Linked DNA regions of Bos taurus: region 2 is linked to region 1. A link is a contact called in public Hi-C data. All regions are on one chromosome and are shown on one strand. Each heading gives the region's core, a stretch centred on a gene start, on an enhancer-like site or on the middle of the called end of the contact. The rest is flanking DNA. Distances are from core to core; before and after follow the strand shown.

Region 1 (5,805 bases), core at 1,166-3,665:
GCATCCGTTTGTCAGAGGCCCTGCAGCTGGTCCCAAGGGCGAGCTGCCTGCAGGAGTTCCTCCTTATACCCTGTTCCCTGCAACCTCAGGGTTGCATCGGCTGGGAACCTTCAGAAAGGATGGCTTCCTACCTCTCCCTCACTGTGAGGAAGGCCAGGCTGACTTCCACCGGAGGGACAGAGGAGGAGGGCTGGGGCACAGGAAAAGGGAGGATGTGGCTTGGGCCTGGGCAGAGCTGCAGGCTGTGAGGTATGAGTGGGCTCAGAGCTGGAAGCCCCACCAGCAGCCCCCAGAACTGAGGCAGGGGTGGGCTTGCAGGGGCTGGAGGGTCCAACTCTGAGACTGAGGTGGAAGTGACCAGCGCAGTCTCAGGTCCTCCCTGTGAGTGGACCTCCCACGGCTGCTGGCGCCTCTGTGGTGTGGGCCCCTCCACCCCTCTTCCTTCTCTGCCTACAGGTCTGAGGGCCTCAGCTGTACTAGGGCAAAATAGGAGAGATTTACCCAGCAGCTGTTCAGTTAAGGGGCTTCCCAGCACCAGTGAGGAGGGAGATCCGTATCCAGACAATTCTTGCTGTGCTCTGGGAGGGTGGTATGCAGAGAGGGTCCCGGTGTCTTAGCAGCATGCCTTGGTGGTGGTGGTTTAGTCACTAAGTCGTGTGACTCTTGGGATCGACTCTTGCCATCCCACGGGCTGTAGCCTGCCAGACTCCTCTCTGTCCATGGAATTCTCCAGGCAAGAATATTGGAGTGGGTTGCCACTTCCTTCTCCAGGGGATCTTCCCGACCCAGGAATTGAACCCAGCTCTCCTGCATTGCAGGCAGATGATTTACCAACTGTTATGAGGGAAGCCCAGTGGTATGTCTTAGGAATGAGGAATGAGAGTTTGGTCTTGGAGTTTAAGCCCTGGCTCTGCAGGATCATTACCATGTGACCTTTGGCAAGTTATTTAGCCCTTCAGAGCCTAACTCACCTGTAAAATAGAGTTTAAATAACAGTGCTTCATGCTTTGGCTTCATGCTGCTTTATAAAGCTGTTGTGGGAATTAAACATGTGCAGAGTACTTAGGATCTGCCTGGCACGGTGCACTCTCGTTCTTATTATAAATACTGACTATTGCTGCCACTGCTACTTCTCCTTGCCTTCCTGTCTTGGTGTGTCTTCCCCTCCTACCTCCAGGCTTCCACTCTTTTCCCCATCCCCCCAGACAATAATCTTCTTTTGAGGGTCGCAGGCTTGGGTATCTGTGCTCTTAGCATTATTAGCAGCGTTCCAGTGTGTGTGTGTGTGTGTGGGGGGGGGTGACAGGGAGGCCTCTGCAAAAGCTTCAGCCTCCCCAGATTGGCCCTTTTGATTTTTTTTCTCAACCAGTCCCTGGCCCAGCAGCTTTGGAAACCTGCTGTGGTGTGAGGAGCCAAGGCCCTCCCTGATGGGCAGGGTAAGGGGTGGGCGGCAGACCAGGCCTGACCAAACAGCTGCGGCTGAGCCAGCGTGGGACTGGGGCAGAAGCAGCCCTGCCTCGGATGCCCTTTCTCAGACTCCACCCTGACCTCCCCAGCCCCAATTCCAACCCCTCTGCACTGAGCGGCCGTGCTTGGGCACCTCTATCAGGCACACACTCGCACGTGCACCCGGGCCCATGGGCCACGTGGGCTTTCCCTTCCTCCAGGCCCCAAGCCTGTGCTGCGGCTCACCAGGCCGTAGGGCTGGGATGGGGTGGGGGGTGTTGTGTGTCTGCTCTGTCAGGGGAGGGGAGGCTCCCTGCTCCCTGGAGGCACGTGGACCTGCCAACTCCTCCTCGTACCCCCCCTTACACACACTCACACCTACACGCACACACATGCGCGCGCGCACACACAGCATGTCCTTCCTTCCTCTGTCTTGTACATGGACCTGCTAACTCCCCCTCATACCCCTCCTTAGACACACACGCGCACGCACGCGCGCGCACACACACACACACACACACACACACGCCCTTCCTTCCTCTGTCTTGTAGTGCTTCATTCTGATTGGAGAGGCAGAGCCAACTCCTGTGGCCGGGACAGTCCCACCCTGCAGCTTCACCCTGGCGCCCAGGCTTGTTTTCGGTCTGGGGGCTGACTTTGGGTCTCTCTCTCTTTGCTCTGTGTGTTGGCTTGGCTGTCAGGGCGTGAGAGTTTAAAAGCAAGAGAAAAGGATTTGTTTAGAAGGTGGTTTCTGTGGCCTCGGTGCTCTCTGCCTCCCAAATCCTCCCGGGGTGTGGCAGGGGGTGGATGAGGGGGCGCCTGGGTGATTCTTGCCCTCCCCCAGCTTCCACAGGCGAGACAAAGGGGATGCCGCTTGGAGAGCCGCTCTCACTCACAGGAGGGCCGGGAGCTGGGGAAGGAAATGGAGGAGGAAGTTCCTCCCCTTCTGGGTGCTGGGTGAAAGTGAAAGGCAGCAAGGGGGGCTGGAGTGAGTCACAGCCGCTCTGGGAGGGGAAGGGAGCTGCGGAAGCCTGCAGAGGAGCGATAGCACTGCCGCCTCCCCGCGGCCCGGGCCATCGCTGGGTGTAGCCAGGGCTTCACACCGGAGCCTGCCCCTACCCCAGCCAGCCCGCCTCTGCGCCCCTCGGCTGGTTTCCTGAGAACTCCCCAGGCTGCTCACGGTGACCTGGGGCGTCTAGGTTCTGATGCCGAGGTCAGCCAGGACCTGCAGATGTATCATGGCGGGGGCGGGGCTGGGGGGGCGGTGCTTCCCGAGCTCCCTCCCCTTCCGATCCTTCTAGACTTGGGTGACTCGATCTAAATCTTAACGTGGGCAAGAGGTGGGCCATGTAGCTCTTACCCTCACCAACTTCCCAGAGAGGCAAACAAAACAAAACAAAAAAAAAGAAACCAACCCTCTCCGAAGAAAGAAAAAGCCTTCAAAAATACATGCACAGTCTAGGTGTAAGTTATAACTTGCATGCAAGTAATAAAAACATACCTAAATTATGAAATACTGGTCTGGATGCCTTCTCTTCAGTAGCAGGATAAAAAGAATGACCTGGGTTGTTTGTTGTTGCTTTTATTTTATTTTTTTACTTTACAATATTGTATTGGTTTTGCCATACATCAACATGAGTCTGCCACAGGTGTACATGTGTTCCCCATCCTGAATCCCCCTCTCACCTCCCGCCCCATACCATCCCTCTAGGTCATCCCAGTGCACCAGCCCCAAGCATCCTGTATCATGCATCGAACCTGGGCTGGCGATTCATTTCATATAGGATATTATACATGTTTCGATGCTATTGTTGATTTTAAATCAAGTTACAAAGCAAACATAGGAACACTGTGAACACGTTGGTCATGCCTTGTCAGGGAGAAGCCTTCAGGACTTGTGTTCTAGAAATCCGCCTCCCCTCAGTATCACAGCTATGCTGTTCCTTGCTCAAGATGCCAGGAGCTCTTTGGCGGTGGAAGAGGGTGGGCGGGGACTGACCAGCTACTGGGCTGCATCCTGTCTCCTGCCAGCCCAGGTTGCAAAACAGGTTCCGTGCTCCTTTGGGGAAGACTGTGGCTGCCACAGTCCCACCCAGCAGCTCCTCCCAGGGGTGGGGTTAGGACTGCACACACACCCTTCTGGGGCCTCACCTATATGCAGAGGACGGCAGCCTACCCTTTGGGCCTCAACTCTGCAAGGGCCTGATGGGGCTCCCGACCCTGTAGCTGCACAGTTGGGAGCGGCTGCTGTTTTCTCCATTTCCTGTCTGAGATGTGCATGGAGTGTCAGAGGAGGCAATGGCTGAAAAAAAACTCCCGCTGGCTCTGTTGGGGAGGCCACTGCCTGGACCGAGATGTGAGAGGACCTGCTTGGCTGCCCAGTGGGTTGAGGCCTGGCTTCAGAGGAGAAGGGAACCCCATATGGCCTTTGTCACCCCTGATCCCAACTTGACTGCAGGGGCTCGCCCCAGCTTGCCCCCTTGGCAGGTGCCTTTGTGCCAAGTTTGGAAGTTACACAACCAAATGAGCTGTCTTGAACGCTAATCAGTAGGGCGAGGTGGTGGGACTAGGCGAGAGTCCCAGAGCACCCTGGGAGATGTTGCTGCCTCCTGGTAGCTCCCCCAAGGCCCTAGCTGCTGCCTCACCATGGTCAGTCTGTGGCCTTGAGCTTGTCCCCAGGAGGCAGTGGAACTGCAGGACCCTCAAGGCCCTCCCCTCACACGTGTACAGACCTCTGGGGGCATCCTTGGGAGGCTGCAGCTGACATTGTTGCTGTTCTGTCTGCAGGCTCCAGGGCCCTGCGGAGCATCATGACCCAGGACGAGTAGAGGAGCCCGAGAGCCTCTCCGCAGAAAGGAAGGAAGAGCCCGCTGTTCTTTCTCCCTGTGCCTGACTGCATCATCCAGCATTTCCGCTGGTCCCCCCTCTGGCTGCTGGATTAGGGCCGGGCTTCCAGCAGGACCATCCCCCAGGGGATGGGCGACTGGTGAAGTAGGTCTCACTGCTGGGGCCCCTGTTGGCCACACCATGAACCTCCAGGCCCAGCCCAAGGCTCAGAACAAGCGGAAGCGTTGCCTCTTTGGGGACCAAGAACCAGCTCCCAAGGAGCAGCCTCAGCCCCTGCAAGCCCCCCAGCAGCCCCCGGCCCCTCCACAGTCCAGAGTGAAAGAGGAGCCTTACTTTGCCCACGAGGGTTCAGCAGGGGCTGCTCCCCACTCCCAGCCGGTGGAACTGCCCTCTTCCAACAGCCTGGCCCTACTCAACTCTGTGGTGTACGGGTCTGAGCGGACCATGCTGTCCCAGCAGGTGGGCTCGGTCAAGTGGCCCAACTCTGTGATGGCTCCAGGGCGGGGCCCGGAGCGGGGAGGGGGTGGGGGTGTCAGCGACAGCGGCTGGCAGCAGCAGCCAGGCCAGCCTCCACCCAACTCGACGTGGAACCGCCACAGCCTGCCCCTCTACAGCGGACCCAAGGGGAGCTCTCATCCTGGCATGGGGGTCGCTACCTACTACAACCACCCGGAGCCTCTGAAGCTAGAGAAGGTGGGGGGGCCGCAACTGGACCGCTACGGAAACGCTGTGCGGCCCATGGTGCCGCCCAAGGTGCAGCTGGAGGTGGGGCGGTCCCAGGCGCCCCTTAACTCTTTCCACATGGCCAAGAAGCCCCCAAACCAGACGCTGCCTCTGGAGTCCTTCCGGCAGGCGTTCGGCCACCAGGTGAACCGGCAGGTCTTCCGGCAGGGCCCGCCGCCCCCTAACCCCGTCACGGCCTTCCCGCCCCAGAAGCAGCAGCAGCAGCAGCAGCAGCAGCAGGCGGCCCTGCCCCAGATACAGCTCTTGGAGAACTTTTACTCCATGCAGCAGCCACCACCCTCTCAGCAGCCCCAGGACTTTGGCCTGCAGCCGGCCGGGCCACTGGGGCAGTCCCACCTGGCCCACCACAGCATGGCACCCTACCATTTCCCCCCCAACCCTGACATGAACCCGGAACTGCGCAAGGCCCTCCTGCAGGAGTCAGCCCCGCAGCCTGTGCTACCTCAGGCCCAGATCGCCTTCCCCCGCCGTTCCCGCCGCCTCTCTAAGGAGGGCGTCTTGCCTTCCACCGCCCTGGATGGGGCCGGCACCCAGCCCGGGCAGGAGCCCGCCAGCAACCTGTTCCTACATCACTGGGTCCCGCAGCAGCCGCCACCCGGCCCACTGGGGCAGCCCCATCCTGAAGCTCTGGGGTTCACGCTGGAGCTGAGGGAGTCGCAGTTCCTGTCTGACGGGGAGAGACTGGCACCCAATGGTCGGGAGCGGGAGACTCCCGCCATGGGTGGTGAGGAGGGCATGCGGGCGGTGGGCACAGGGGACTGTGGGCAG
Region 2 (5,805 bases), core at 1,376-3,875, 49 kb before region 1:
CCCTAATGATTTACTTCTCTTTTCTCTGTGCATTAGTCATCTGTGCCTGTGTAACAAATTACTCCAAAACACAGCAGCTTGAGACAACAAATATTAACTATCTTACAATCTCTGTGGGTCAGGAATCCAGGCAGCTTAGCTGGGTATCTCTGCCACAAGGGCTTTCATGAGGCAGCTGCTGGCTGGGGTTGAAGGCCTCACCTGAAGGCTTGATTGGGAGGGGGCCAAAGGGAGGTATCCCTTGTCAAGCTAACTCCTGTGGTTGTTGGGCGGCCTTGAGCCTCATCTACAGGGTTGCCTTACGACATGGCAACTAGCTTCCCCTACAGTGAGTGATCCAAGAAAGAGCAAGAAAAGAAACAGAGCACCGAAGATGGAAGCCACATTAGGTTTTTTTAATAACCTAGTCTCAGCAGTGACATCACATGACTTCTGCCACACGTGATTTGTTAGAATTGAGTCCATTAGTCTAGCCCACATTCAAGAAGAGGAGATTGTATAGGGCATGAATACCCAGAGGGAGGGGACCCCTGTTAGCAGGGGGCTGTTTTCGAGGGTGCCTGCAACAGCTTCTGCACTTGGTGATACTCCAGCAAATATGTCACCCTATACAGAGAAAAAGCGATGCATGTCCGTGCATGCATAAGTATCCTTCAGACATTTACACTGTCTGCTAATTATTCCTGGGCGTGCAGGAATACTGAATATTCATGAAACTGTGACTGAGAATTCAGAATCACAATACTGAACAAAGAAATATTCTGCTCTTGTTCTAGCGAAGATGGAGTATAACAAGATTTTCAGAAGCATATTCTCTCTATGCCTAGATTATCATCATCACCTGCTTTAAGCAGAGCACATTGAGAAATTAACTTCTATTTCACAATTGAAATGGACAATCCCTCCACCACCACCACCCCCAAATAGCGTGTTGGGAAAGTTTCAGAGAATTTATAATGATTGAGAGTCTAGTAATGAACTTATTTCTCAAAGCAAGATTGCTTTTCTCACCTGATACATGTGGTTATTTAAAATATGCCATTAATAATGCGAAGAGTTGACTCATTGGAAAAGACTCTGATGCTGGGAGGGATTGGGGGCAGGAGGAGAAGGGGGCGACAGAGGATGAGATGGCTGGATGGCATCACCGACTCAATGGACGTGAGTCTCAGTGAACTCTGGGAGTTGGTGATGGACAGGGAGGCCTGGCGTGCTGCGATTCATGGGGTTGAGAAGAGTCGGACACGACTGAGCGACTGAACTGAACTGAACTGAATTAATAATGTCTCAGTAGAAATGAGAGCAGTGCATACAGGGCTACCATGTAGGGCCTTACATGTTGCTAGGAGACCGTCTGTCTTCATACTCCTAACCTTTGGGTGAGCCTGCCTTTGTGGTTTCCCACTCGGTATTAATGCAGACCTGAGGATAATTTCTCAGGTGTCACTTTCTATCAGTTTTACATCCACCTTTCTGGACAAAGCCTTCACTCAACTCTGCGGTTTCCTGTGCCTTCGTAAAAAGATGAAGCCTTGGAACAGGCGGTTCTGTGATCTGACCAATGTGCTAGTAGCAGCAGTATTTGGGGGAAAAGGGAAAATTGTTGAGTCCTAACTGATGCTTTTGAACCACCTTTGAAAAGGTCCCTGTTTTCACAAGTTACAATGAAGCTAATGTTTCTGTTATGAAAGCCCTCCACTGCCGTTTCAAATGTCTGCTTTTTTTTTTTTTTAAACCACAGCAAAGGCTAACCGGTTTTCTCTCCAGCTTTACCGGATCAGGAGTTCTTCCTGAAAGACTGCCTCCCGAAAGACTGCCTCTGCCATTTAAACTACTTTGCTGCTACTTATCGGAAACTTAAAAGATGGCTTTTGGTTGTTGTAGTTTTTAATAGCGTGAGCTAATGTACTTTGGGCGATGATAGATTTCGGAGTTACTACTGCCTGAAGCTCCTTTTGTCAGGACGCCACCCTACTCTCCAAGTCACTTTTGGTCCATGACGAAACACAGACTTGTGTCAGGCCCCGAAGAGGTCTGTGAGTTGAGTATAAAGAAGGAGGTGGAAATCGCGAGGGAGGATTAGAACAAAAACTATTTTGCAGCCCCAACTTGGGTGCTGAGATTGCCCCCTGAAGTCAGTCATAAACGCTGTACGTCATGCGCCCTTATAATCCCTGGAAATGACGAAGGACAAGAGTGCCGATCATTTGAGGGGATGTGGGAAGAGGAGACTCGAGTTTTAAGGCCCAGCTTAGGCATTATTTGGTGCAAACAAAACAAAGGCAAAGCAAAAGCGAACACAGAGCCCCGTGTTTTCTAACATGATTTTCTAGCCTCAACACCAAACAGAAAAACTTTCTCTTCCTCCTTTCCCATCCTTTGTTTTCCTTGGAACTCCAGTTCTGGGCCCCGGAACCCCAACACCATCTTCCCGGATCCAGCACATCTTCGCGCGGAAACGACCAGGCTGGAGAGAGCCTCCCCCGGAGGGACGCAGGCGGACCGTAGCCCTCTTCCCTCCGCAGCCGAGGGCGCGCAAAGCCGGGGGCGCGGGCGGCTGCAGGGCCCGGCGCGCCACCGCGCGAGCTGCTGGGTCACCGCCCGGGCCGCGCCACCCGCTCCGCGAGGAAGTGACGACTGCGCCGTCCCGAGAGCAACAAAGTTTGAGTCTGCGAGCCCTGCTCGCCTGCGCCCCGAGCCCCGCGCCCCTCCGAGCGGCCCCGGGATCCAGCGCGCAGGTGAGTCGCGGGGCTCGGCGCTCCCCCTCCGCAGCCGCGGCGTCGCCGTGGGGGCCCCCGAAACGCTCGGGGTCCGGGCTCGGCGGCGCGGGCGGGGAGGGCCGGCGGCGCTGGGGTGGCGTGCGGGGGCCGCTGCAGGGAGCGAGCTCTGCAGCCGGGATCCAGGCCCCAGGCTGCGACCCTGTTTGGCCGCGGGATTTCAGAGCAGCCCGGGGCTGCAGCCGGGCCTCTCCAGGCACCATTGGCTAGCGCAGGGGCGCAGGGAAGGGGCTTCCCGCGGCCGGCGTCCGGGTCTAGTACTCCGCCCCGGGTGGGGGTGGGGGCAGCCATCCCGACAGGCTGGGCGCAGCCGTCCCCCAGCCCCCGCCCGGCTTCCCAGGGACGCGCGCTCTGACTCTTTGCAGCCCTCGCTGAGGTTGCTGGAAGGAAGTTAAAGGAGCTCCCCCCCCCCCGCCCGCCCCCCCACTTTTCTTTGCTTGGCCCGACAGTGAGGAAGAGCACAGCCACTTGGAAGTTTGGGAAACACCCCTACGCATTTCCAAAAGGCAAAACCCAGAACGGCCCCAAAGTCCCCTTTGAACGAATTCCTCTGACTCCCCCACCCCCTTCTCCTCCTACACCACGTCCCAAGCCCGACAGTAATCACTAAGGCCTAACACTTTGCAATTTAGCCATAAAAACTGTCAGCACACCCACATACATATGTGAGTGTTTTCTATATAAAACTCCCAAAACCGCTTCCAGTGGACTCTGAGGCATCTCGCTCTTTTTCTGTTCTTCCAAAACTGCTAGGGCTTGCAGGAATGTGCTTGGGAACTTCGATGGTGGTTCGCGCCGCCTTCGGTAGCCTCGTGGCGTAGGGTTTTTTTTTTTTTTAAAGAACAGCTGAGAAGTTTATGACATCTCTGCAAAGTAACTTGGGACTGGCGGGCCGGGCGGGTGGCGCCCGGGCTCCGGGGCTTGGAGTCTGGAACTGGAGCGGCCGCGGCCGCGTCGGGGACGCGTTGGTGTGTGCAGGAATGTTCGTCCGTGCGGTGGAGACTCCGACATGGGATGTCTAGAAGTTGAATGGAACAGTTCCTAGCAGCAGCTTCCTGCCGGCCTGTAATTACAGCATGATTGCACAGTCAGGCATTGTTGGCCTGGATGTTTATACACAGGCTATTGTGCAAGACCTCGGTGGCAGCGAACAAAACGCGCATTTGCATTGCAAATGCCCAGGACAGATCTAGGTCTGAGCTGCAGTCGCCGAGTTCTTTTCGGCCTTTCACCTTAGCGAGGTGATTTATTTCCTCGCCTCTCCCTTCACCTCGGATAATTTGCCAAATGGCCAGAGAAGTAGAGTGGACCCGGGAGGGCAGGATCCTTCCCCTCCCAACCTCAGGCAGCCTGAAAACTGTCCCAGGAATTGTACCCTTATTTGTGCCTGTAGAAAATGTGGGATGACGTCAGCAGGAAAAGGAGATGGGAGATGGCTATCGACCTCCCTAAACGGGAAAGCAGTTTGATTTAGCAAAATTGTATGGTGACTGGCTTGGGGCCTGGCTGCAAAGAGGACACGTCAGACATGTGTGACTGTGCTGGTGAGCTAGACTTTGAGCCGTCAAGTGTCAGATGTAGAAACTTAGTAGGTGGGTCCCTAATTCCTTTATTGTGTTCTGGGCAAAGGGAAAAGTGCTGGGTCTTTGAGACTGTTGTCTGTGGCCAGTGTCTGGGGTGGGGGTGGAGGAGTGACTCATATTCTTTTTCTCCAGAGGAACCCCTCCCTCCTTCCTGAGCAAGCCCGGCTACACGGACCAGGGTTGAGGGGGTCCTCACACCTTCTGAGCCACCGTACGGCAGGAAGGGAGCTAAGCCTTCAAGTGTGGAAATAAGGCAAACAGGTTTTCTTTGAGGGCCTCAGAGGTGGCTAACTGTAGCAGAGGGATTTAAAACAGAGTCACAAACATGGACAGGCTGCATGCTGGGCCTTTCTTCCAACATGCCAAATCTCAGCCCACTTTTTCCATGCCCTAGGCAGAAGGTTCTGCAAGGGCAACACTCAGCCCTGCTGAGGGAACTGTGTGACTCGGTGATGGGTACCCCTGGCCTGGCACCCTGGAGCTTCCCCGTGCCTGGCCTTCTCCCCAACCAAGGAACGGAGTTTCACCCAGAGGGAAAACACTGTTTTGCAACCTCATGCCAGCTGCATGTCACGGGCACAGTGACCATTTGTCCAACTAAAACATTAGGGCATAATCCCTGGCAGACACCTACGTGCTTCCAGAGACTCAAGGAAAAGCACGTGAAATCGGGACATTTCTGGAAAGTCTGGGACATCCAGACACAATTGCCACAGGGGAAGGAGGGCTAGAGCAAAAACACTGCAAAGGTGGGAGTTCCCATGAGTTGCAGTGTTGTGTACATTTGGGTTTTTACTGAACTTGACTGTCAAGGTCCTGTTAGTTGCATCACCTGACCAGGGCTACTTTAGTAAGAGCCCACTGGTACACAGCACAGTCTAAAGGGGAGGGGAGGGGAGCATTCCCTTCTGACTCCAGATTTTTTGTCTTCATATAGACCGTGCAGAGACTAAAAGTGCCCAAAGGCCCCCTGGGATTGTGGGAGGAGAGCGGGGGAGATGAACCTCTAGCAGAGGCCAAAGAAAGAAGGACTCAAGGCTTCCCTGGTGGTTCAGTGGATGAGAATCCGCCTGCCAAGGCGGAGGACTTGGGTTCTGTCCCTGGTCCAGGAGGATCCCACATGCTGAGGAGCAACCGAGCCCGAGTGCCACAACTGCTGAGCCAGTGCTCTAGAGCCTGTGCTCCGCAATATGAGAAACCACCACATCGAGAAGCCTGAGCACTGCAACTAAAGAGTGGCCCCCGCTCACCACAACTAGATAAAGACCTGTGCAGCAGCGAAGACCCAACGCAGCCAAAAAAAAATAAAATAAATAAATAAATAAATAAAACTATTAAAAAAAGAAAAAGGAATCAGACACTCCCCACCCCTGGAACTGTAGAGCCGCCTGGAGCAATCGCCTGCCCTTGTCATCAGTTCAGCGTGGCTGATTTTTGTGCCTAAC

Evidence for each region. A called contact is a pair of places that touch in the nucleus more often than the background predicts.
Region 2: a Hi-C map of liver shows a contact between it and region 1, with 2.7 times the contacts expected there. The contact joins the promoter of MIDEAS here to the enhancer-like site in region 1. A contact is called at or near these places in 3 of 11 Hi-C or Micro-C datasets (liver and skeletal muscle).

What each region holds. Positions count from the first base shown.
Region 1 is chr10:85,144,796-85,150,600 of ARS-UCD2.0, reverse strand. It overlaps MIDEAS (mitotic deacetylase associated SANT domain protein), which reads left to right. Exons shown (of 12, transcript XM_059890937.1): 2 at 4,234-5,805. The coding sequence starts at 4,474. Among named protein-coding and RNA genes, the nearest start is that of PNMA1, 24 kb to the right of the region's middle. Within about 2 kb of position 2,415, at least 86 of the 102 cell types and tissues checked have an H3K27ac peak or open chromatin away from gene starts, as enhancers often do. A contact at or near this core is called in liver and skeletal muscle, where this site is marked.
Region 2 is chr10:85,193,538-85,199,342 of ARS-UCD2.0, reverse strand. It overlaps MIDEAS (mitotic deacetylase associated SANT domain protein), which reads left to right and starts at 2,625. Exons shown (of 12, transcript XM_059890937.1): 1 at 2,625-2,738.